5 separate regions of the Mus musculus genome follow, and all the other regions are linked to region 1. The links are chromatin contacts, called in public ChIA-PET, HiChIP or PLAC-seq and Micro-C maps. All regions are on one chromosome and are shown on one strand. The core of a region is the stretch at or near the end of the contact, and the rest is flanking DNA. Distances in the headings are between cores, read along the strand shown.

Region 1 (4,770 bases), core at 1,597-4,096:
GATTTTAATGTAGATTGTACATTTTTAAGAGTTTTAACAAATTATACCCTGAAAAATTCCAAAATCAAGTAGTTTGTGCCTTGAGCCAAAGACTTTCTTGGAAATAAATTCACATGAGTTTATTTACAAAGCCAAGATATTGCAACAGGAGATTTTTGCTCTCCAGGGGATATATTGCAATGTTTAAAGGCATTTTTGGTTGTCATAACTAAAGGGAAAATGCTGCTGGCATCTGTTGGGGACAGCCAAAAGCTCTACTGAACAGCTTAAAACATATGGACACTCTGCCTTAATTTTTCTGTCCAAAATGTTAATACACCATAGATTGTGACCCCCTGTGTTAAACATACAGAAATGTGGTATGCAAAACCAATGAAGAACCAGGCTTAGTGGTGCACACCTGTAACCCCAGAACTTTGGAGACAGGAAGATCAGGAGTTCAAGGTCATCTTCACTTAAACCATGGTTTAAGCCAGCCTGAGCTACATGAGACTGTGACTCAAAAAATAAACAACAACAACAACAAAAAACCACAACGGGGGTTGGGGATTAAGCTCAGTGGTAGAGCGCTTGCCTAGCAAGCTCAAGGCCCTGGGTTCAGTCCTCAGCTCTAGGGAAAAAAAATCACAATGAAGCTTGACCCTACGAAGAAGCTTACATCCACAGTGGCGTAGGAGTGGGACTGGAAGACTGGTGAAATGTTGGGGACCATGAAAAGTACCCAGAAATCTCCAAAGAATATGGTCTTGGTTGATGTCCTCCTTCCCCCTATCACCTGCCAACTAGCAGAAAGGTAAAGAAGAAAAAAGTTGAGGGCCTGGGGAAATGGCTCAGTCATTAAAACCACAAATTGCTCTTGCAGAGGAGCTGAGATGGTGGCTCCCAACCATCTGTAACTCGAGTCCCAGGACATCTTCCCTCTTCTAGCCTCCATGGGCACCAGGAAGCATTTGCTGCACAGACAAAAGACTCATATGCATAAATAATATATTTTTTTAAAGAAATGGGGTTAAGATCTGTACAAAGTCTCATGTCTGTAGTTCCAGTACTCAGGAGGATGAAGGAGGGTTACCATGGCTAGGCTACATAGTTCTAGGCTATTCTGAGCTACAATGTGAAACCATGTCTAAAAAAGAATGGAATTATTCCTAAGAAAAGGAGAAATAATTCCATTGGTTGAGAAGAATACAGTACTAGAATTTGGGATCCCAGCAAAGTTGGTTTGATAGCAACATACCTAATACAGTTAGGAGGATCAAAAAAAAAAAAAAATGTAGAGAAGTAGGAGTCATCTTAAAGATCAGTAGCTGTGCTGGCTGGTTTTGTGCAAACCTGACACCAGAAAGAGTCATTTTGGAAGAGGGAATTTCCATTGAGGAAAAACACCCCAGCAGTCTGACCTGTGTGTGCGCAAGTTTATGGGGCATTTTCTTGGCTGATGGTTGATGTGGAAGGGCCTGGCTCACTGTAAGCAGTTGTATTAAAAAGCGAGGAGGGACAAGCCAGAAAGCACAGTTCCTGCTTCCCTAGGTAATGAGCTGTAGGCTATCAGATGAAACAAACCCTCTCTTACCCAAGTTACTTTTGGTCATGGATTTTTATCACAGCAATTGAAACGCCAAGACTGAAGTAAACCAAGTGAACGGAAGTTTCTTCTATAGAGCAGCATACTTACCACACTGAGACAAGACTTAATGTAATCCTTGGGTGTTCTCTGTGCTTCAGAATTTCCTCATCAATAAAAACTGGATTCGTAAAAAATAACCTGTCCGGAAGAGGTGTGGTACCAAGAAAACACATACAACGCTTGGCACAGTCCCAACTCAATGATCCTTTCACTGTCTTAAAGTCATGGGTTACCATAGCGATTTGGTCCCTCCCATTCCCTTCATCCATTGTCAAGCCAGACCTGCCAATATATTTAAATTGTATTCGGGAGAGAGCCGAATCCACAGCCTTCAACTACCCGGTTACCTTCTGGTTACTTTTAGCTCTTAGGGCGTAGGATTTTTTTTTCTTTTCAATTTAAATATTTATTTGTTTGTATATGGGAATCGGGGAGGACACCAGGAGCATGTGTGGAGGTCTGGTGTCAAAGGACAACTTTTGGCTGTTCATTCTCTCCTTCCACCAAGTGAGGACCCGGGGATCGAACTCAACATCTTAGACTTAGATTAGGATTGTTTTAGAAATGGGAAGGAAAGAGCAGCGGGTGAGGGTGGGAGCTTGCCATCTATTCGCACCAAAAAGAAGGCGCCCACACAGCTAGGGACAAATGACAGGGAGCAGCCCTCAGGGATTTCAGTTAGGTCCCTCCCCGCAACTCTCATTCTCTCCTCCAAGAGTTCTCTTCCGAAAGCTTCCTGAGAGGGTAAGTTTATGGTGTGGTGGCTCAGGTTATCCTGAAGGCCAAGCCCTTTCTGCGACAAAGCGGGATGTCACAGGCGTGCAGCAGCCTGGATGAGGGGGTCCGGGTCTAGTACCGCCGAAACGTAGGCACTTTGGACCAGGGATGGACTAGGGCTCTCAGGAAAAGGCTGCTATGTGGGACAGGAACAGCACTGAAAAGAGCATGCAGCACGGAGCTAAGCCGCCTTGCGCTCAGGGTTCAGAATTCGAATCGTGGAGCTGGACGTGGAGTCTACTAGTCCCAGGCTACCAGCAACTGAGCAGTAAAAATGCCGGGGGTCCATGGGGAAAATATTCCTTGAAAGAGCCCCCGCCTCTGGATGGCTGATTAGCCAATCGCATCTCGGGGCGGGGCCTCGGAGAGTAGTTACAGCCAATCGGAGTTCAGGGGGCGGGGCCTGGTCCCGGGCGCGCGCTGTGGCGGGGTCGCCCTGGGCAGAGATCTTGGAGCTACGGTAGGGAGCCGCTGAGGCGAACCGCTGAAGGGAACCTTCCCAGCATGGACGACCCCGCGGCACCGGGGCCCGCCGGCTCTCCTGCTAATGACAACGGCAACGGGAACGGCAATGGGAACGGGAACGGCAACGGCGGCAAAGGGAAGCCGGCCGTGCCCAAGGGCAGGGAAACGTTCCGCAACCAGCGGCGGGAGTCGGAGGTGAGGAACCCGGAGGTATCCGCCAGCGGGAAGCGGCGGCTGAGGTGGAGCGGCCCTCAGCCCGGTCCCTTCCCGCTGCGGGTCGCCCGCTTTCTTGCCTTGGCCTGCGGTTTTCCTAACCGGCGCGAAGAGCGTAACAGATACTTTCCAGATACTTGACAGCTGCCGCCCGGTGAAGCCGGAATTTGGATCCCGGTGTACCGATGGGGAACCAGCGCATAGAGGTGCAGGGACTGGACGGAGGGGCGGGAGCCCGAGCTCTGCCGCGGGAGGGGAGGGTGGGCTGGCGGGCAGCACGCCCTCCCTCTTCACACTGCAGCAACTGGCACTGGACTGGACCAGACCAGCCTGGAGCACCAGCCTTCCCCTTGCTATATCTCCTGCCCTCGGGTGATGGCGGTGGCTTAGGGAGCGCCTTCCGCGAACAGCTCGCCCCTTTTCTAGGAGGGTTGAAAGACAGGATTCAAGCTGGGATAGGACCAGGGCGACGTTTGAGAGTAGCAGTCCCAGGATGCAGCTAATGGGATGGCTATTTAAATATCTTCCACCTTTTCTTAGGAAAAAAACAAAACCAAAACCAAAAAAAACTAACTTGGGACATGGAAAGGAATGAATTATTATTATTCCCCTACATTTTATCTAGCCATATTCCATCTATCAACCAAGAGCAAAACTGCATACAAGCAGGGACTCAGGGGGAACGAAATGTATGTGGAAGGGGATGTGAAGGTCATCTGGTTTAGCCTTTATTTGATTCGATTTCATCTGGATTTAATTATTTGAGACAGCCCATGGCAACGTCTATTGACAACTTGCCCTGGCTGGGCTTGAACTCACTGTGTAACTGAGGAGAGCTTTGATCCTCCTGCCTCTGTTTTTCAGGTGTTAGGATTACAAAATATGCTACCACAGTGAGCCTAACCTTTCATTTTACTACGTAGAAGCCACGGAGTTGGGGGGATGTGGCTCAGTGATGGAGTGCTTGTGTAGCTTACACAAGACTCTAAATTGATCCCCAGCAGCAGAAAAGGGGTCTGGTCATCTAGAGACAAAAGGTAAAAGAGATAAAACCAACTCTCCTGAGATCAGACACTTGGCTGACAGTGAATGGCCAAAACCACCAAGTTTCAGTGTCTGTCTGGCCAATTGTCTGTCTGTCTGTTTCAGTACCTCCATTTATTATCTGTGTGGCTTTAGGCAAATTAACTAACCTAGTTTCTTTTGTAAAACAGTTACCACTGAATAACTCAGAAGGTTGAGATAATCGAACACAAAGCCTTTTAAACAGTTCATATAATTAATTGGTCAGTACTTATAACTGTCATCATTCTCGTTAAGGGGCAGAGGGAGTCCTAGTCTGTGGTGATTCATTTAAATAGTATTTCACAGTTTCCAAAGTGATCAATCTGTCTATTTGGTTATTTGTTGTACAGAGACCAACACTAGCATATACACTGCCATTAAGCTCTCACCCCCGTCTCCTAGTTCCTAAAAGGTAAATGGAGCAGGGGAAACTGCCCCCAAAGTCACCATCTTGTACAGACAGGGTTTCTTTGTAGGGATTTTCTTTTAAAAGTGCCTTATACCTCCTTCCTCAAGAGAGACATTGGTGTGTTTTTCGATGAAGGAAAAGTTTAATCTTGGCTCATGGTTTCAGAGGACTATTGTGGTGGTGAGGCCATGTTGGAGGACAGCTCAAAACGGAG
Region 2 (4,770 bases), core at 1,483-3,982, 480 kb before region 1:
TCTATCCCTGGCTGCCAGAAGCCCTGCTCTGCAGTCCCCGAACCATCACAGGTGAGTGTGGGCGTGACCCTGGGTCCAAAACCCAAACTTATCAAACATGATCCATTTGACTCACTCCTGTGGCTCTAACTTGTTATAAATGGCTCTGCTTGGTGGCTAATAAACATTGTCTCTTGATGGGAGAGGCAGGCCCAGGTGAGAGGCAAGCCAGTCAACTTGGTCTCCTGAGATAGGTCAACAGATACTCAGGGGGCTATAAACGGCCTGTGGCCCTAGCCAACACTTCTCACGCTCACTCAGCTGATGAAACCACCTGTAAAGCCCCTCCTGGGACCTCTGCCTGGCTTGTGGGAAGAACATACTAGCTCTTCTCAGGGTGGGGGCCCCTCTTGGCAGGCCCTGGGACAGCATTGCGCACGGTCTGTTCTGCCCGCATGGCTGAGGCAGAGGCCTGGGCTCATGGGCTATATTGAGGGCTGAGTCACCAGCCTGCGCCTGGGTAGGCTGACTGTGACAGGCTGCTGGGGCCTGAGTCAGGCCCCGATTTATCCTGGAGAGCAACAGGCTCGAGTTTCGGGGAGGAGGGTGCCGGGAATCGTCCGTTGGCACTCTGTACCCTGCTCTGCTGACCTGTGGGGCCTGCACACCCATCTCCCAGATCTCCCAGAGTGAGATAATGAAGCGAAAAGACTGCTAGGGAGGCTATCCTCCCTCGGGAGGCAGGTCTCTCTGCCCTTGCTAGATCCCCTCTGATCATTTCCACCTCAGAGTCCCTGGCCCGACTGGAGATCCTCATAACACCCACCAGGTGGCTGAGAGCCATGAGGGGCTGACTATAACAGTTCAGCTCCCAGTACTCTGCCCAAACCCCTACTTCTCTCTCTAGTAGTTCTGAGAGTAATCTCTTCCAGATCTGTATTTTGGTTTCTTCAACAGAGACAATATTACAGAGCCTACTCAAGTGGGCTGTCAAAAGTCTGTCTTCATACACACACACACACACACACACACACACACACACACAACTTTGCTTGCGTGATCCAGCTCTGTATCCAGAGCTAGGCATCCCTCCACAGGAGAGCTGTGTCTTTCAAATAGACAGTGCTGGTGCCTGCTGGGGGTTTTGGCTGAGGGGTGAAGGTAGCGCTCTGGGAGAATGACAGTTTGGGAGACAAGGAGGGGGCTGCCAACAGGAGAGTGGAATTCCTAAGCGCCTTGTCACAGGCAGCCAACGAACATGAGCTGCGGGGCACTAGCTATTTATACCTCTCCTGTCACTATCAGGGCCTCCAGAGACACCCCTGCTCCACACACCATGCACCACAGGGCTCTTTTCTGCTCCTGGCCCTTTCTGCCCTCCCCCTCCCTCCTAAGGACCAGGCCTTCTCCTTAGGTGAGAAGGAAAAAGAAATGATTGCTGGGAGCTTCACCATAAGCTCCGCCTCCCCCAACTCCTTTCCAAGTCCATAGTGGGCACCGCTGTCGTCTGCCCTTGAGGAAAGAGCTCCCAAAGATGCTTTATTATTGCCTTTCCTTTCATTATGACTGCGAGGAGGGAAATAAGGTAAAATGATTTACCCAAGCCTCAGCGGTCACATGGCTTGAATTAAGGACTGTCTTCCTTCAAAGCTAAGCTTACTTAGTCTCGAAGGATGGGGAAGCAGTGGACACACATCTGACCTCTCCTTGCGATGTAAATTCATTTGTAGGTCCTTCCCTTGTGTGTGGCAGGCAGCTTGGATTGCCTCAGTTTCTCTGTTGTGAACATTTCCCATGTCTCTCACCTTATTGGGCTTGCCCTCAACCCAATCCTGCCTAGGCTTCTAGCCTGCCTCCCTTCCTGCCCGCTTTGCCCCTGGCCCTGCCCACTTGCCCCAGTCACATTTCCCTTGGCTGCTCTGCCAGGGCTCTTCCTGCTATTTGGCACACTTCTACTTTCCCTGGGAAGATCTGCCCTGTGGCTCATGTGGGCACATTGCCCAGGGGGCTCCCTGGTACTACCTGGGCAGCCCTTTTGTCCTCTCATCAACTTGGTTGAGTCACGGGGGGGGGGGGGGCGCACACAAAGTGACTCACTGGGTACCCTTGTTCTGAGCTCAGCTTCATTCTGAGCCAGTGAGTCTAAATGGGCTAATGACCAGGGACACTGAGTCAGGTCAGGAGCCTTGGTTTCCCTGTGGCCCTGGGTTTGGATTCCAAATAACGGTTTAAGCATTTTTTTCTTGTAAAGTGGCAAAAGTCATGGAGCCCCCTTGAACTCAGTCTCTCCTGGTCAATGTCCCTGCTCCTTCTGGTGTTCTCTCTCTCTCTCTCTCTCTCTCTCTCTCTCTCTCTCTCTCTCTCTCTCTCACACACACACACACACACACACAATTTCCTTTCTGAGTTCTTCACAGGTGGACAATACAACCAGGCTAGAAGCCAGGACTCCTAGGCTGTGTCAACAGCCTTGTCACCAACTCCAGAAAGTTCTGTCAACACCAGATCAGTTTGTCTAGCCCTAACCACTGCCTCAGTTTCCCCATTACTTTCTTTAACCCAATCTGAGTGTGGAAGGAGTGTCCCTCATCCCTAAATGGCTAAGACTAGGTTGGGGTGTACAGTGTGCATGGGGAAGCTCAGGGCCAGCGCCCCCACCCCATCCCCGCTCCTGCTGAGGACTGCGTGGAGGAGGGGCGGGCGGAGGCGGGGCCGTGGGGCTCAGCGCGGCCCCCACCCGCGGGCCGGGCGGCATTCCTGGGAGGCCGGCGCTCTGACGTGGACCCTGGGGCTGCGGGCGCGGCGGGGGGGTCGGCAGCCCGGGGGCTTCTTAAACCCACTGCCCCGGCCCGGCCCGCACTTCCCGAGCACCGCTCCGCCCCGGGAGAGAGAGAGAGCCCTAGCCGGACAGCCCAGCAGCTCAGCCCAAGAGGCCAGCGAGCCCCGCCGCCCAGAGCGCTAACGAAGTCTCCGAGAACTCGGTGTCCCCGCGTCCCGCCCCGACAGCACCCACAGCCCGATCCCCAGGCCGTACTCCCCCGGCCCCCCGCCGCGCCACCATGATGAACAACAGCAACTATTCGGACGCCTCCGGCCTCGGCCTGGTTGACGAGGCGGACGAGATGCCGTCCACGGAGAAGGACCTAGCGGAGGACGCACCGTGGAAGAAGATCCAGCAGAACACATTCACGCGGTGGTGCAACGAGCATCTCAAGTGTGTGGGCAAGCGCCTGACCGACCTGCAGCGAGACCTCAGCGACGGGCTGCGCCTCATCGCGCTGCTCGAAGTGCTCAGCCAGAAGCGCATGTACCGCAAGTTCCACCCGCGCCCCAACTTCCGCCAAATGAAGCTGGAAAATGTGTCTGTGGCCCTGGAGTTCCTGGAGCGGGAACACATCAAGCTCGTGTCCATCGGTCAGTGCGGGGGTCACAGGGAACGGTCACAGCGGGGGTAGGAACAGGTCACATAGGTGCGGGTACTGAGATCCGGAACAGAAAACCTTTCCCTTGCCTGGTCTGATTTCTCCCTCGCCAGTACAGGCTGGAGCCCAGATACCCCTCTAGGACAGGTGGCACCCCTGAGAAGTTCCCTTCCGAAGTTGTCCAAACATCTTAGCTTCAGCCTCCCTACACACACTCCTACCGACCTGCCCAAAGTCCCCTCTTTTCCTTCCACCGGGCCACCCTTGCTTGCACATGCTTGCGAGGACAGGGCTGGTGCCCAGTGCTAATTCCTTGGGGGCGTATCCCGCCACCCACATGAAAGCAAATGGCTTCCCATCGCCTTCGTCGCTGGGCAAAAGCAGTCTTAAGACAGGTTCCAGTCGTCTCTGGGTTCTCAGGGCCCTGAGGCCAGGGAGACTAGTGGCCTGAAGCTCGCTGATGCGCTTGGCAGGCATGTGCTCCCCATCTGGGATCTGGCCGGACTAGAGCAAACAGAACCCGGCCTCAGAAACCTAAAAAGGCACTGAGCAACGTCCTGGGAGCTTTAACCCCTGATTGCCCTGGTCGTTTAGGTCGTCTGGGAGGGGGACTCCTGCCTGTCCATGCCCTGTTCCAACCCACCACCTGGCCTGGGATTGGCTACAGCTAAGGGTCAAGCTGCCCTGGAGGGAGGGGAAGGCTGAGGAAGAGAGGAAGTCATTGAGTGTAACCAGATTTGGAAGGTGTGTCAGTTCTGAGTGGGGGTAGGGAGGCGCAGGAGTCTAGAGAGTCCAGAAGCCCAGGGTGGGTTTTGAGTGGCAAGAAGATACCTTACTTTTCACAGCCCTATCCCGCTAGGACCAAGGTTTCCAGTTTGCGTCTTGGGTGAACTCTTAGAGCCCTTCTGGGATGTACTAGAAGGACCCCCCTGGGAGGATGCACCCCAGACCCTGGAAGGGAACTGTATATGGAACCAGGTGATGCCCACCACTACAAGCTGCCCCCAGAGACTTCAATATTTAACTAGGTATCTGCCCCCTCCCTAGTCTCCCTCATGGCCATCTCCAGGTCTCCGGAATTAGCAGCTGAGATCAGTCCGGGGCCCTTTGCCCTGTTCAGGCTTCTTCCTGGGCCTTACCTCTTCCAGTCCCAGTACTAACCCCCCCCCCCTACACACACACACACACACACACACACACACACACACACACCCCACCCTCCTGCTCTGGCCTGGAAATAGCCCTGTCTCCGTGACACAGCAGATGTCTCTGAGCTTTCCAGAAGGACAAGCCTGAGGACAAGGGGTGGGGGAGGGGGCCCTGGTGTAAGTGGTGGAGCTAGAAATTAGGAGGGTGTTGGGTGGGTGTG
Region 3 (4,770 bases), core at 692-3,191, 480 kb after region 1:
GGTTTTTTTTTTCTCCTGTTTTAGGATCACAGACTTTGGTTTTGGGGAGCGGCTGGGGACAGTCTCATAAATCACAGAGTGGCTCTAAACTCATTATATAGCCAAGGCACTTGAATTTATGGGCCTCCTACTTCTGCCAGTGAGGTGTTGGGCTGGGGAGACAGGCAAGCACCATCACGCTAGGCTTCTGTTTGGTCCAGCCTTTTTTCTTAAATTTAATTTAATTTAATATATCTGGGTGTTTTGCCTGCCCTTATGTCTGTCTGTACATCACTTGCATGCCCAGCACCCAGAGGAGGTCATAACAGAGCGTCTGATCCTGAATTTGGACTTACAGATGGTTGAGAGCTGCTCTGTAAGTCCTAGGAATCGAACCAAGGTCCTCTGGACGACCAGCCAGTGCTCTGCATACATCCTTCTAGCTCTTGGTGGTCCTGGGTTTGTTTGTTTGTTTGTTTGTTTTTGTTGTTGTTGAGTCTGGATTTTATGCCGCTAAGGTTGGCCTTGAACTTGTAATGTATCTATCTGAGTGGGGCTGGATTTGAATGCCTGATCTTTCTGCCACCATCCTCGGTTGGGGATTACAAGAGTGTGTCACCATGCTGAGTTTTATACTGTGGCAGGAGACTGTACCTTTGGTGCTAGACAAGTATTTTAAGCAACTGAGCTACCTTCATCCCCAGCTCCATGGGTTTTCTTTTTATCAGATGTCAAACATTTCAATAAACTGTATCATAATGCATAATGGATAAAAATACTTCTTTTCCTACAGAAACTGGGTGTGGAGACAAAAAACCAAAATTTCATGACGACATGAAATTTGCTCACTGAGATCAAAGGAGACTTCTGGTCTCAGCACTTTCTCCTTCTCCACCCCACTCCTTAAAAAAAAAAAAAATCCAACATGTGAGGTTCTCATGTGTGAAACATCAAGGGGGTCAGCAGTCCATCAGATTAGATCTTGAAAGGTTTTGTTTCCCTTGAGAAATTTATGTTTTTTTTCCTTATTTGGAAACAGCAATGTGTATCTGCATTTTCCCACTGTGCACTGCGCCTCCCCAACTTCAAAGCCAAATTTTCGGTTTAATTTTGAAACGATGGGAATTTCTGATATTTACATTTTAAAATCACATCGTCCGTTCCATTTTCTATCGTTAACTGTGTATATTGTAAGACAATTGAGGTGGATTGTTTGTGTGTGTGTGTGTGAGTAAAACATTTACTTGATCGTGTGTCATCTAAGAGAGTATCTTTTTCTATTGTTTTTTTCTTGGCAGGCATACACAAGCCGCGTGTTTAAATAAAGATCTTCACTGATGCCTGAAAGATTTTCTTATTGAAATTTTCACTTGTGTTTCTATGATTACTCTAATATCGAACAGTTTTCGGTATTTGCTAATCGGGTTTAAAGCTGTTTGCTCTTGACGTGGCTTTTGCAGGGGAAGGGTCCCGGCAGTGCCACCGTGAGACAAAACAAATGATGAAAGCCAGGAGTTTTTTAGATTTCATCTGACTCCTCCCCCTGCCCCCACCTCCCGTGAGCCCTTTGTGTGTGGCAACAGTCCGCAGACCGGGGCTCAGTTTGCAGAACTGCAGACAGATGTACCAACACCAAGTACATGCATTGTGTACCTATGATGTTTCTAAATGCAGTGCTTATGGGACAGAATTCCGGAGTATCGACCATGCTGAGGCAGCGACCCTGCTTGGGAGTCTCCTCTGGCGTAGCCTCCCCGCTCGGTCTTCGACTATCTGGTCTGAGCCCCCAGCATCCCGGAGAAGCGGGCGAGCTCCGGGAATCGATGCGCTCTCTGAGCGTCTGCTTACGCCTTTTCTCCCCCCATCTCTTTTAGCTATAGCTATGGTTACCACGTCTCTCCCCGCCTCCCTCCACCTGCCAAGAAAGAGACTGCCCATTGGTCCACTGTCACCAAGGCGGCCAGCCATTGGTTGCTGGAGAGCCCGGCGCTACCCCGGCCCCCGTCTCCCGGGTCTCTTGAGGAGCCCGGGAAGGAGGCTCGGCTCGCGCTGCCGGGGCAGGGGCTTGCCGGGACCGGGCTGCGGCAATCGTTAGCGGGCCATGTCGGCTGCCCAGGGCTGGGACCGGAACCGCCGGCGGGGAGGAGGCGCGGCCGGCGGGGCCAGCGGGGTTAGCGGGGCCGGCGCGGCCGGCGGGGGTCGGGGCACCGGACAGCTCAACCGATTCGTGCAGCTCTCGGGACGGCCGCACCTGCCAGGTGAGTGGTGGGGCCGCTGCCGGCGAGAAGGTGGCGGTCGCCGGGCTCTGCTGCCCCTCGGACACACAGCCGAGGGAGGACAGGGAAGCAGAGCAGCAGGAAGGTGGCGTTGAGGTCAGGAGGGGAACCGGAGCACGCCGAAGAGAAGTCTCGCTGTGTCGACAGCTCGGGGAGGAGAGTTGTATTTTCCTCCCGACCGAGAGGCCGCTGTCTCTTTGACATTCCCAAATGTTTCGCTTGCCCGGTTCTTAATCTTTTCCTCTTCCGCGGATGGATGTTGTGAAAGAAAGACATTGGTGTTTAACTGTGGAAAATTATTTCAAAAGGAGTGCCAAATTAAGGAGAGGAGAGCAATATAGAAGTGATTTTGTTTGAAAGGAAAAAAAAAAAGCCAACCAACTGTGTCAGAGTTGGATATTTTGAAATGGAATGAGCATGTGAAAGTGTGTGTGTGTATGTATGTATGTGTGTGTGTGTTGGCTAGGGAGTATATGGGAAAGAAAATAAAAAAGATTAAGGGAAATGGTTGAATCAGTAATATTTGGGGATGTACAGAGACAGAATGGGTAATGGTGACTAGATTTTAAAAGGGGGAAATGAAGATCATGAATATAAAGAAACGAAAGGATGTGATCCCGGTATCAAAACTGAAAATTGGAAAAATATACCTACTGCTAAAAATTTCATGGTCTTTGAGTTCACATGTTTTAAAAAAAACAAAACAAAGTCATGTAGGTATGTGTGTAAACAGTTGTAAAAAGCGTACGTTTACAAATTTTCAGTCTGTTAAAAGGTAGAGAATTAAATCATGCACAGAATGCTAAATCATTTTATTGGGCAGTCGTGTTTTTTTTTTTTTTTCACCGTGAAGAGAATTGTCAGGAATGATGTACTAGACCTTCGCCATGTTTTTTTGTGTATGTGTGACTAGTGTTAAGTTGATTGTATCAGTGGTATATTTGTTTAGATGTTTTGAGAACCTGATTGTTTCTGAATTGTGTTTACTATTGTGACTTGTTCTTCTAGGTGGTAAAAAAAATCAGTTGATTAATTTAAAGATAACAAAGGGGATTTTACTTATTCAGAGAGATAATTACTAATATTTGTGATATGGTTTTTGATGTGTGCCAGAAATGTTCATTAACCCATTTGTTCATGCCATTAAAATAAAATTGAGACATTTGTAAATAATCAAATATACCATAAATTGGATTTGAATAAACAGTATCAGACTGGTATTCTGGAATTGCTAAATATGTGATGTTTAACAAGAAAAAAGGAGACATTTTTTTTTGTTATCATCAGTTAACAACAAAACCCTAGGTTTTCTGCATTACTAAGCCTAGAAGATAAATCCCTTGGCAAGGACTATTCCCAGTTTGCTCTCTGCCTGCAATCTTTTAAGTCTTTGGTCATAGATTAATTATTACACCATGAACTTCATGTGGGCATTCTCAGGGTCCTGCAACATACTGGTGCAGTTCCTCTCTGCTACCACATGAGGGCAGGGTAAGCCATGATTTCAAATAAGGGTCTGAAGTATGGCGCTATTTCTGCATTCCCTTAGCACAGGAGGACAAGAACAGCCATTTGTCCAGAGGTGAAGATAAAACGTGCTTAAACTGTGAAAATTGGAGAAGTGGAGTTGTCAGTCTTCGTTCTGCTTCCTTTCTTCCAGGCTGGCATTCAGCTCCTTCTTCCCACACAGGCGGTCTCCATCTTTCCCTCGTTCTCAAAATTAGAAAATTCCCAATAGCTCAATAATATATGTTGATATAAATAATAAATTCTTTCATACTAATCCTTTGTTCTCCTAGGTACTGCATATTATAGCTCTTTACTCTATTTTGAAGTAATTCAGACTATTTTAAGTGGTAGTGAGGAATAGGAAGGAATGTGTAGGTCTGTTTTATGGCTGACGCTAGAGACCTATCTTTTCTTCCTCTTTTTTTTTCTTTTTGATTTTGTGTTTGTTTTTGTTTGTTTGGTTATTAATTTTTCATCTCTTTTGACTTCTATCCCTATTTTCCAATTCACCCTTCTTTACTAAGGCTTCCACATACTTGAAGAACCTTTTTTCTTCTTTCTAACATTTCTGTCTTGTGTCCAGTCCCTGTGAAACAAAGCAGTATAATATGGTGGTGTTCCTGGAGTGTCCTCATTGTCTTTCAGGGATAGTATCTTTTGAGAAAATGTAAAAGACAAAAATCTTACTATATAGCATGTAGACCAGCGTGGCTTCAAACTCAAAGGTATCTTCCAGGCTCTACTTCCTGTGCACTGGGGTTAAAGGCCTGTGCCTGGCTTTGGTGGTAGGACCTTTATCCATCTACTTATGGGAATCTGAAAGCTGGGTCTCCTTAAGCTCCCCACCAACTTCAGTTATAGTTAGCTACCTAGTCTTGTTCATTTTGTTTCCATTGTAACTAATTCTGTCACTGTCCTTTAGGGTCACTGCAGTAGCTTTCTAAGCAGACTTCCTACGTCTGCTAGAGCCTCCCATTCATATATCACTGATCTTTGAAAATACAAA
Region 4 (4,770 bases), core at 774-3,273, 400 kb after region 1:
TTTGGGGGAGCATACTGCTGTGCCCTTTCTGCCGGTATCTCTCATCAAATGTATACCCTGCCCTTTCCTCCCAGGCTGTAGCTATTGCAGGTCAAGGTCCCCTGTAAGCATCTGAGACCACCAGTTGCGGCCAAGGCATTGCCAGCTTGTGAGTGAACTTAGCATCCCTGTCTTACTGGTACTGGGCAGAGAATTGGCTCCAGGTCCCTTCTACACCTTGAGCAGACTGCTACACTCCTCCCCATGTGTTCTGTGTCAAAAGTAGCAGTCTGTGCTTAAAAGGCAGAATGTGTGGAATCCGGGCTTCCACACTCCAGTCTGGCTGAACTCTAAGAAGAGGAATTAAGGAGGTCGTTGACCTGAATTTCCAATCCCAGCTCTATCCCAGAACATGTAGAGGACCTACTTGCTCACTTCCTCTGAGTAGACTACCGAGACAGAACAGTTTAATATGTAATCCTTTACAGTGAATTAGAACCTCGATTTTAAAAAAAAGAAGAAGAAGAACAGCCAGGCAGTGGTGGCGCATGCCTTTAATCCCAGCCCTTGGGAGGCAGAGGCAGGCGGATTTCTGAGTTTGAGGCCAGCCTGGTCTACAGAGTGAGTTCCAGGACAGCCAGGACTACACAGAGAAACCTTGTCTTGAAAAAACAAACAGAGAGAGAGAGAGAGAGAGAGAGAAAGAGAGAGAAAGAGAAAGAGAAGAGAAGCGAAGCGAAAAGAAAAGAAAAGAAAAGAAAAGAAAAGAAAAGAAAAGAAAAACCAGATCTGGTGGCTGGTGATGCGCATGTGTAATCCCATCATGGAGGAGGCTGAGGTTCAAAGGCCTGAGGCTTAAGGAATTAAAAACTAGTCTCTGCAACCTAGTTCAAAATCAGCCTGTGTTACATGCTTCTTTGTGTCAAAGACAAATAAAACAAATAAAAATCAAAAGAGCCAGGCATGACACTCCAAGCTATTCAGGAAGATTCAAATTCAAGGGCTGCCTGGGATACAGATACAGAGACAGTTCAAGGCAAGCTTGGGCCAGTTAATGATGCCCTATTTCAAAATAAAAAGTAAAAAATGGGCTGGGGACTTTTCTCAGTTGTTGAGAACTTCCCGATAGGCAAACACATAGATACATAAGTAAAACAAACTGGAAGTAGACTGGTGGCCTGTAATCCCAGCAGTTAGGAGGTGGGGGAGCAGGGGAGCAGGAGTCCAAGATCATCCTCTGCCATTTAACTCGTTTGAGGCCAGCCTGAGCTACATGAGACCCTGTCTCAACACAAGCTAAGACAGACAAACAAAAACAAACAAAGCCCCAAAAGAAAAATAAATAAGTAAACAAATGAAAAGCAAGGTTTGAGGAAATGGAAATGGTACACTAGTCCTAAGAGAGATCTTCCCAGTGTGACCATAAATATGTACAAGTATTATGTGCCCGAGAAAAATAAATCCCAAGCCGTTTCGTTTATACCTTCATTGTTGATGTCTCCTTGCCTCAGAAGTAGCATGGAGACTGCGAAGCCCTTCCCTAAATTACCTGCTAACATTCCCTCGGGCCTGCTCCCCTGCCACCTCAGACCCTCTAGATGGTCCTTGTTTTCTGGAAAGACACCTGGGCCCCAGGCCTGCCTCCTCCCCTGGGAGACTGGTTTTCAGGGGAGTGATTCTCTGCCTTCCTTGGAGGCTCTGTTCCCCAAAGGCGTGGCTTGGATTTTGATTTCCTGAGAGGGAAGTCTTCTGGGATGGAAGGATTTTACAGTGAGGAGGGATTCCAACACATCTGGGTGGCCTGGGCTTCATTTGGCCGGGGGCATTGCCCAGTGCCTTTGGTGAGGGATAACCTCCCAAACTTCTTACCCAAAAGCTTCTGAAACACTCGAGGGAGAGGGGTGCTCAGGACCCCAGGCAAAGCTGGTATTGGTTCCCCATAATTATCAGCCAGTTAAAACTCCTGCCTGCCCCATATCCCCTTGTGTCTGTGGTTTTCTGTTACACTTCTGATTTCTACTGCAAATCCTCGTAGGGAGGAGCGAGGGCTGCAGTGGTTGCTGTGAATTCCTGTCTCCAGGGCAGGAGGGGCAAGGCAAGGTCTCCAGGGCACAGTTTACCCCAGTCCCACCTCCCCTTTGACTTCTTTTACTGCTCTTGGAGTGACTCGCTTCCTCCTGAGGTCCTGGAGTGGCCATGCTCCTCGCTTAGCCTTGGGAGCATTGTGTGACATTCATCTGCATGTCTGCCACACCCTTACAAGGCCAACAAACTGGAGGAAGTGTTTTAAAAACTATTTCAGAGGGACTCCAAGATGGCCCTCCAAACTTACCAGACCAAGGGCATGCATGGCCCTACTTTACAGAGCCTTTGTCCTTCCTTCCTAACCCTGAGACAGAGAAAAAAATCACTGCTGGGGGAAAGCCAGACTCTGAAAGAAAAACAGCTGAGTGTGATACTTTCCCTGTAAGCCCAGCACTTGAGCTGAGGTAGGAGGATCACCATGGGCTACCCTGGGCTACAAAGTGAATTCTGGGCTTGTCTGGACTACAGAGTGAAATCCAGTCTCAAAAGCAACACAATACAAAAACACAGACAGACAGACAATACAAAAAAACAGACAGACAGACAAACAACAACAACAAACCCAACTACAACTGCTTTTAATTTTTTCTTTTCTTTCTTATTTTAAATTTCTATTTATTTATTTATTTATTTTGTTTTTTTCAAGACAGGGTTTCTCTGTGTAGCCTTGGTTGTCCTAGAAGTCACTCTGTAGACCAGGCTGGCCCCAAACTCACAGATATCTGCCTGCCTCTGCATCCCAAGTGTAAGATTACACTACCACACTCGGCTAAATATATATAGTTTCCCCCGCCTTCCCTCGTCTCCTATGCAGTGCTGGAGTTTCCAGTGCTTGAGGAATTCAACTCAGTAGCATTTGTTCCCACTCCCGCTCTCTTCCCTCACTGTGGGACTGACTCTGCCTTTGACAGGTAAATGCATTTCCTTGATAGTTCCCTTCTCTGAGAAGTCTGCCCCTGACTGTATGATAGAGCTCTCCCCTTGCCCGAAATTCACCCAGGTGGGACAATTTTATGTCTAAGTCGTACATAGCTGTGTCTTTGTTTATCATTGATAGGGACTCTTTCCAATTAGCGTTCAAGGATTTGCTTCCCAATGATGATCAATAAGTAAGTCAAGGAGGGCTGGGGATGTGGCTCAGTTGGTGGAGCATTTGAGCATGCTTAAAGCTCTGGGTTTTTATTGCCAGAAAGATATAAAGTCAGGTATGGTAGCAAATTCTTGACATCCCAGCACTCCAGAGAGCCAAAGCTCAAGGTTATCTTCAGCTATGTCATGATTTTGAGGCTAGCCTGGGCTACATGAGATGCTTTCTCAAATGATATAAGGCAAGTGGGGGTGTGGAGAATTAATATCCTGATTGGTAGGCCTTGGTTTTCAGAAATGTGCATGTTGGTTATTAGGTAGCTTTCTCTCAAACCCTGCTGGTTTGATTTGGGAGCCCTTGAGCTTGCCCACACAGATGGCAGGCATTAAATTCCTCTCTCTCAAGAGCAAGCCCAACTGTCTGTTATGAGATCGCTGAGTACCTTGTGAAGCAGTAGTCTGTGTCCCAGGAATGGGATGATGAACTTACTTGGTCCCCAGTCCTAAGGGAGATCTGGCTGAGGGGCCCTCCTCAGGCTGTGTCCTGCTGGGAGCAACTCTCCCTGTTGTCACCTAGGCAAAACAGGCTCTTTTTAGTCCAGGCACTGCATGGAAAGGCAGCTGAAAGTCAGAGGCTGTGGAGATCAGCTGGTCATATTTAGTCAGTTTTATTAACACGTTAAAGCCAGGGTTTGACGGGGCAAACACAAAATAAGGCTAAACAAAACCAAAAGACTGTCCCTTCTCCCAGATCCGCCAAAAAAAAACCCATATCCACAAGCAAAGGAACCAACAATCAATAACCTGTCTAACCACATGCCTTCCAATGCTTTTTCTGTATTCGTGAAATTATTAACTTTATTATTTTTTGTTTTTTTTGGGTTTTTTTTGTTTTGTTTTTGTTTTTCTGTTTTTTTTTTTTGTTGTTGTTGTTGTTGTTTTTTGGTTTTTTTTTTTTTTTTTTTTTTTTTTTTTTTTTTTTGAGACAGGGTTTCTCTGTGTAGCCCTGGCACTCACTCTGTAGACCAGGCTGACTTCAAACTCAGAAATCCACCTGCCTCTGCCTCCCCGAGTGCTGGGATTAAAGGCGTCCGCCACCAACGCCCGGCTAACTTTATTTTTTGAATCAGGGTCTTAAGTAGCCCAGGCTAGCCTCAAACTCGTTCCATATTTGAGGATGACCTTGAAATTGCAATTTTCTTGCTTCTACTTTAGTGCTGAGGCTCTAAGCATGACTCACAACACCCAGCTTTGGCAGCACCAGAGTCAGATCCAGGGCTAGGCAAGCACTCCACAAAAATGTCTATCCTAAGATTGTTGACGGTTTAACTTCTAACTGCCCAGAATCAGAAAGACCCAATTGCCTAGTTTGACTAGGGAACTGATCTTCTCAGGTAGCCAAGCCTTGGCTGCACATAAGAAAAATGTCCAAGGGCTGGTGAGATGGCTCAGTGGGTAAAAGTACCCGACTGCTCTTCCAAAGGTCCGGAGTTCAAATGCCAGCAACCACATGGTGGCTCACAACTATCCGTAACAAGATCTGACGCCCTCTTCTGGTGTGTCTGAAGACAACTACAGTGTACTTACATATAATAAATAAATAAATCTTAAAAAAAAAAA
Region 5 (4,770 bases), core at 951-3,450, 310 kb after region 1:
GTCTGTCTGTCCTTCCACTGAGTACTTCCCTCCAGAATGTGAGGTTTCCACCTGGGCTTTTAAAAGGCCATCTTCAGAACAGTCCCATGGGACTAAATTACAGTGAAGTACCATATCAGGACCCCAGTGCTAAATGTTTTAACAAAAAGGCAAACAAAACAATTTCTCTTAACAATTTCCTCATTTATAATTTTTAAAATCTAGAAGCAACATATTCCTCAGACTAGTGTTGATTCTCCTCCCTTGGTCTTTCCAGGTGTGAGCACCAAGCCCAGCTAACAGTATCTTTAAGGCATGTCAAGGGTCTGGGAAGGTGGCTCAATTTGTGTTTGCCTAGCATGCACTAAACTGTGGGTTTGACCCCTAGCACCCCATACCTGACGCGGTGCATCGTCACCACACACCTGTGAGCCTAGCACTTGGGTGGTATATCTAATAAAACATGGGAAGTAGGCCAGGACTTACTGGTACACTTCTGTAATCTCGGCACATGGGATGCGGACGGACGCAAGGATGCTCGAGTATGAGACAGCTGGATTATGCAATGAGACCTATTTCCCAGCCAAGAACAACAACAACAACAACAGCAATAACCCAAACCAAAGACCAAAAAAACCAAGAACAACAACAAAAAAATATTGCTTTTTCTTTGCTTTCCCAATTTAATTCTGGGGAGAATGAATCAAGTATGACAATGGGTTAGGCACTGTGCATAGTCATACACGCTTTTGATCTCAGCACTGCGAACACAGAGGCAGGGGGATCTCTATGAGTTTGAGGCAAGCACTGGAACTGAGTTCCAGGAAGCCAAGACTACACAGAAGACTGTTTCAAAAAAACTAAAACAAAATAAAAACAAACAAAACCCCAGACAGACAATGGGTTAAAAATGGCAAACAGTGACTACATTACGAGGAGAAAGGGTGGCTTAGTGGTCAAGGGTTCTTGCAGAGGACCGGAGTTCAACCAGACGCACCAACATCAGGCGGCTCATATCTGTCTGTTACTCCAGCTCAGGGGATGAAGCGCCCCTCAGGGCACTTGAACTTACACATACTCACCTACACGTACAAGATGAAGAATAGAAATAGTTGTGCAAACCATAAGCCAAAGCAGGGGGAATTAGCAACAGTTCTAATTAAGAGGTAAGATAGTAACAGCAGTGTCCCACTAACACATCCCAGGAGCCACAAGCCAAAATCTTGCTGTGTACTCCAAGCCGGCCTCAAATCTCAAATTCATTCATTCATTCTCTCTCTCCCTCCCCCGCCCCCCTCTCGTGTGAGTACACTGTAGCTGTACAGATGGTTGTGAGCCTTCATGTGTTTGCTGGGAACTGAATTTTTAGGACCCCTGCTTCTCCCGGTCGTCTCGGCTCACCAGGCCAACTCTACTTGCTCTTGTCTACTGTCCACTGTAGCTGTCTTTAGACACACCAGAAGAGGGTGTCAGACCTCATTATGGGTGGTTGTGAGCCACCATGTGGTTGCTGGGATTTAAGCCCAGAACCTTCAGAAGAGCAGTCAGCGCTCTTACTCGCTGAGCCATCTCGCCAGCCATGGCTTCAAATTCTTGATCCTTCTGCCTCACCCTTCTTGCCCCCAACAGGCTGGAATTATAGGCATGGGCCACCATGTCCAGTTTGGCCAGACACACTTTGAGCTTTGCTGAGCGCTTCACTTCAACCAGAGGTGGTTACCACCAAGTCCATCCACACATAAAGAAATGGAAGCTCAGGGCTGGAGAGATGGCTCAGTGGTTAAAAACACTGACTGCTTTTCCAGAGGTCCTGAGTTCAATTCCCTGCAGTTACATGGTGGTGCATGATTTAACATCTGAAAAGTAGAGAATTTGCAAGTACAAGTCCCTGAAATGATGGCTAATTGTAGTTTCAGTGGGGCAAAGCAAGTTATTCCTAGATAGCAAAAGTGTCTGTAATGGGATCTGATGCCCTCTTCTGGTATGTCTTAAGAGAGTGGTAGTGTACTCACATACATAAAATAAATATATCTTAAAAAAAAAAAAAAAACCAAAAACCTCAAAAACCCAGAGGCCTACAGAGGTTACCTATTGCTGAGCTTATTTACCATGCTGTGCCCAGGGACAGGCTGTCTCTCTGCAGCTTCCCTTTCTAGCAGAGTGGGCATTAAACACTAAAAGGTCCACACTGACTCTGCGGCTACTTTTTGCTTCTTGTCAAGTCCCCAGGGAGGAAACAGCTCACGCTGCTCATGTGGTTTATGACAGGTGCTGCTGACAAAGATTACTACTGACTGTTCCCACCCAACAACAACAAAAACCTTTTAAAAATAAAGTATAGGTTTTGTTCTCTGACACTCAGAAGGGCTTTGGGGCTAGAGAAACACTGTAGACTGCCTATTACATAACCAGGGGAGTGCTCGTATTCTAGAAAAAGATCTAATAAACTTTTCTACTACTTTTAAGTACCTCTGTCAATGTGCTTGCTTCAAACAATAAAAGAACCCTTGAACATTGGTTCTTCCTTCCGGTTTCATCACTGCTGACCCACTGTTACAGACGTGCTGAGGCACACCTGTAATGGGGAGTGCACAGCAGTCCCGGGTGCAGATCATCAGCTTCTGGGCACCAGAGCTCCTGGCTCTGGCCCGGAGGCAGTGGGACCTCTAGGAATTTGAAACCACAATTAGCCATCATTACAGGGACTTTTACTTGCAAATTCTTTGCTTTTCAGAATTATTGTGAAGGCTGGCTCAGTAAGGGGGATGCTTGCCTCTTAAGCATTAAGACCTGGGAGTTTGAATCCTCAGAATTCATGAAAAAGCCAGGGGCACACACTTGTCATCCCAGTGCTGGGGAGATAACTGCAGAGCTGGGCAGGTCCCTGGAGCTTGACAGACAACTAGCTTTGCCAATTGGTGATATTCTATACCACTGAGAAGCCCTGTCTCAAACAAACAGTTCAAGGTATCTGAGAAACAGCATCTGAGGTTGTAGTCTGACCTCCCAAGAGCCCTGTCTACACTCTCAGGACCCGCCGCCCACCCCCAGTTTGTCCTACTGTCCATCCTCCGGCTGTGCGTGCACCAAACAAACTTACTGTGATTTCAGAGTATTTGTAATGTAAGCATTAGCTTGCAAGCCACATGTGGTAGCACAATCCCAGCGTTCAGAAGCAGAGTTTGAGGTCAGCCTGGTCTATATAGTTGAGTTCCAAACAAGTCAAGGCTACAAAGTAAGACTTTGTTTCACCTATCTCCCCCAAAGAATTAGCTTTGTATATACACTCTGGAAGCCCACTGTCTTATAATATTAAAGCAATAGATATGCTGATAACTATAAAATCTTTGATATAGTTCCTTCATATTTCTAGTTTTATTAGATTTGACATGCATAAAATTAGTTTTGTGAAAATCCATTCCCTTCTGAAGAAGGAAGGGTTTCACTGAGCACCCTTGTCCTTGGCCGCTGGTGGTTGGAATGACTATGGTTCCTAGCGGTGGGCAGTTTAGGAAGCATTAGAAGGTGTGTCTGGAGGAGGGCTTGCCTCCCTCTCTGCCTGCCTACCACCTGCATAGAGGCGAGGGGAGGAGTCAGTGGCTCAGTAAGCTCCACACTGTGGTTCCAGGCCACGCCTACTACCATGAGAGGAATGGACTCATCCTCAGAAACTGGAGCAAGTCCCAATTAAATGCTTTCTTTTATAAGCTGCTTTGGCTATAAGAAATAAAAAGTAAGAGCCCAGTCCTCAGAAAGGAGTTTTCTGTTTCTTTTGTTTTCGAGGCAGGGTGTAGCCCTGTGTAGACTATGTAGCCCTGGCTGTCCTGGAACTCAGAGATGCAGAGTTTGATTAGGCTTTTTTCCTCAACTGCCTTGAGAAAAATGCCTCTGCCAGGTCTCATCTCTGTCAAGGTGGACCTTAAAGGGCATGCAGGACTCCAAATTCTCACCCTGACAACCAGGAAAAAGACAGTCAGTCACTTCTCTTCAGGATCAAGTTCCAGCTCTACAGCATATGCTTGGCGAGCCCAAGGCCCTGGACTTGGTCTCTTAACACAAACAGGACAGGACAGAGGAGTATATACGTCTCTGTGTTCTGTTCTACCCTGGGCAGTCAACAGCCACATCACTGTTCCCCTTTGTTCCATAATTCAGTAAGGAGCAGGCTCAAAGAAGAGGAAGTAAAAAAAAAAAAAATCTTGCTCACACTTAGAGAAAAAGATGAACCCAAGGTGTCATCACAGGGTGTCAATTCCTGTGGTCTAGAACCCATGATTTCTTCTATGACTTACACAGAGCTTTCCTGGGATTCTGGCCATTGTAATTCAAATTATGGCTATGTAAACTGTAGTCATTTTAGGATTTTAATCACATTATTCATATCCTTGACTACTAAGGGAAAAAAAATCAGCCACTGAATTTCCAAAATCCTACCATCAATTCACAAGCAAATCAGGAGTTTCTACTGTTTCCAGAATAAAGTCAACCATGAGACTTTACTGCAGTGCTCGGCCAGGCTAAGTACTGACTGTAGGGAGCCAGGGCAGGCGTCCTGGGGGCGTTCTAAGGACTGGAACAGAGGAGGGCATGGTGGCACAGGCAAAAATCCCAATACACTTCGAGACCTCATCTCAAGACAGACAGACAGACAGACAGAGAAAACAGCTGGGTGGTGATGGTGGTCCATGCCTTTAATCCCAGGGGCATTAAAGGCAGAGGCAGCCCTCCTTACAGAGTGAGTTCCAGGACAGCCAGGGCTACAGAGAAACCTTGTCTTGAAAAGCCAAAAAC

The links. Hi-C and Micro-C count contacts between places; a contact is called where the count stands out from the background. ChIA-PET counts read pairs in DNA pulled down with a chosen protein or histone mark. HiChIP or PLAC-seq counts read pairs in DNA pulled down with a chosen protein or histone mark.
Region 2: a contact with region 1 is called in an HNF4G HiChIP or PLAC-seq map of pancreatic cancer cells. The contact joins the promoter of Flnc here to the promoter of Strip2 in region 1. A contact is called at or near these places in 3 of 39 promoter capture datasets (hippocampal neurons and liver) and 1 of 115 datasets of contacts at active chromatin or transcription factors (pancreatic cancer cells).
Region 3: a Micro-C map of embryonic stem cells shows a contact between it and region 1, with 4 times the contacts expected there. The contact joins the promoter of Klhdc10 here to the promoter of Strip2 in region 1. A contact is called at or near these places in 2 of 484 Hi-C or Micro-C datasets (B cells and embryonic stem cells) and 1 of 115 datasets of contacts at active chromatin or transcription factors (memory CD8 T cells).
Region 4: a contact with region 1 is called in an H3K4me3 HiChIP or PLAC-seq map of embryonic stem cells, with 19 read pairs. The contact joins the enhancer-like site here to the promoter of Strip2 in region 1. A contact is called at or near these places in 2 of 39 promoter capture datasets (cranial neural crest and embryonic stem cells), 4 of 115 datasets of contacts at active chromatin or transcription factors (embryonic hindbrain, embryonic stem cells and stem cell-derived neural progenitor cells) and 2 of 9 other capture datasets (embryonic stem cells and pancreatic islet).
Region 5: an RNA polymerase II ChIA-PET map of memory CD8 T cells shows a contact between it and region 1, with 8 read pairs. The contact joins the enhancer-like site here to the promoter of Strip2 in region 1. A contact is called at or near these places in 11 of 39 promoter capture datasets (the C10 cell line, cranial neural crest, embryonic stem cells and 5 more), 1 of 484 Hi-C or Micro-C datasets (nephron progenitors), 8 of 115 datasets of contacts at active chromatin or transcription factors (embryonic forebrain, embryonic stem cells, memory CD8 T cells and 1 more) and 1 of 9 other capture datasets (adipose tissue).

Annotation. Positions count from the first base shown.
Region 1 is chr6:29,914,167-29,918,936 of GRCm38.p6, forward strand. Strip2 (striatin interacting protein 2) reads left to right here and starts at 2,847. Exons shown (of 21, transcript NM_177204.3): 1 at 2,847-3,064. The coding sequence starts at 2,909.
Region 2 is chr6:29,430,421-29,435,190 of GRCm38.p6, forward strand. It overlaps Flnc (filamin C, gamma), which reads left to right and starts at 2,733. Exons shown (of 48, transcript NM_001081185.2): 1 at 2,733-3,393. The coding sequence starts at 3,039.
Region 3 is chr6:30,399,914-30,404,683 of GRCm38.p6, forward strand. It overlaps Klhdc10 (kelch domain containing 10), which reads left to right and starts at 1,942. Exons shown (of 10, transcript NM_029742.3): 1 at 1,942-2,237. The coding sequence starts at 2,081.
Region 4 is chr6:30,319,063-30,323,832 of GRCm38.p6, forward strand. All of the region lies in intron 1 of 1700095J07Rik (RIKEN cDNA 1700095J07 gene), which reads left to right. Among named protein-coding and RNA genes, the nearest start is that of 1700095J07Rik, 17 kb to the left of the region's middle. Within about 2 kb of position 2,024, at least 40 of the 459 cell types and tissues checked have an H3K27ac peak or open chromatin away from gene starts, as enhancers often do. A contact at or near this core is called in embryonic stem cells, where this site is marked.
Region 5 is chr6:30,224,986-30,229,755 of GRCm38.p6, forward strand. The region is part of intron 5 of Ube2h (ubiquitin-conjugating enzyme E2H); the gene reads right to left. Among named protein-coding and RNA genes, the nearest start is that of Gm31221, 49 kb to the left of the region's middle. Within about 2 kb of position 2,201, at least 48 of the 459 cell types and tissues checked have an H3K27ac peak or open chromatin away from gene starts, as enhancers often do. A contact at or near this core is called in memory CD8 T cells and pre-B cells, where this site is marked.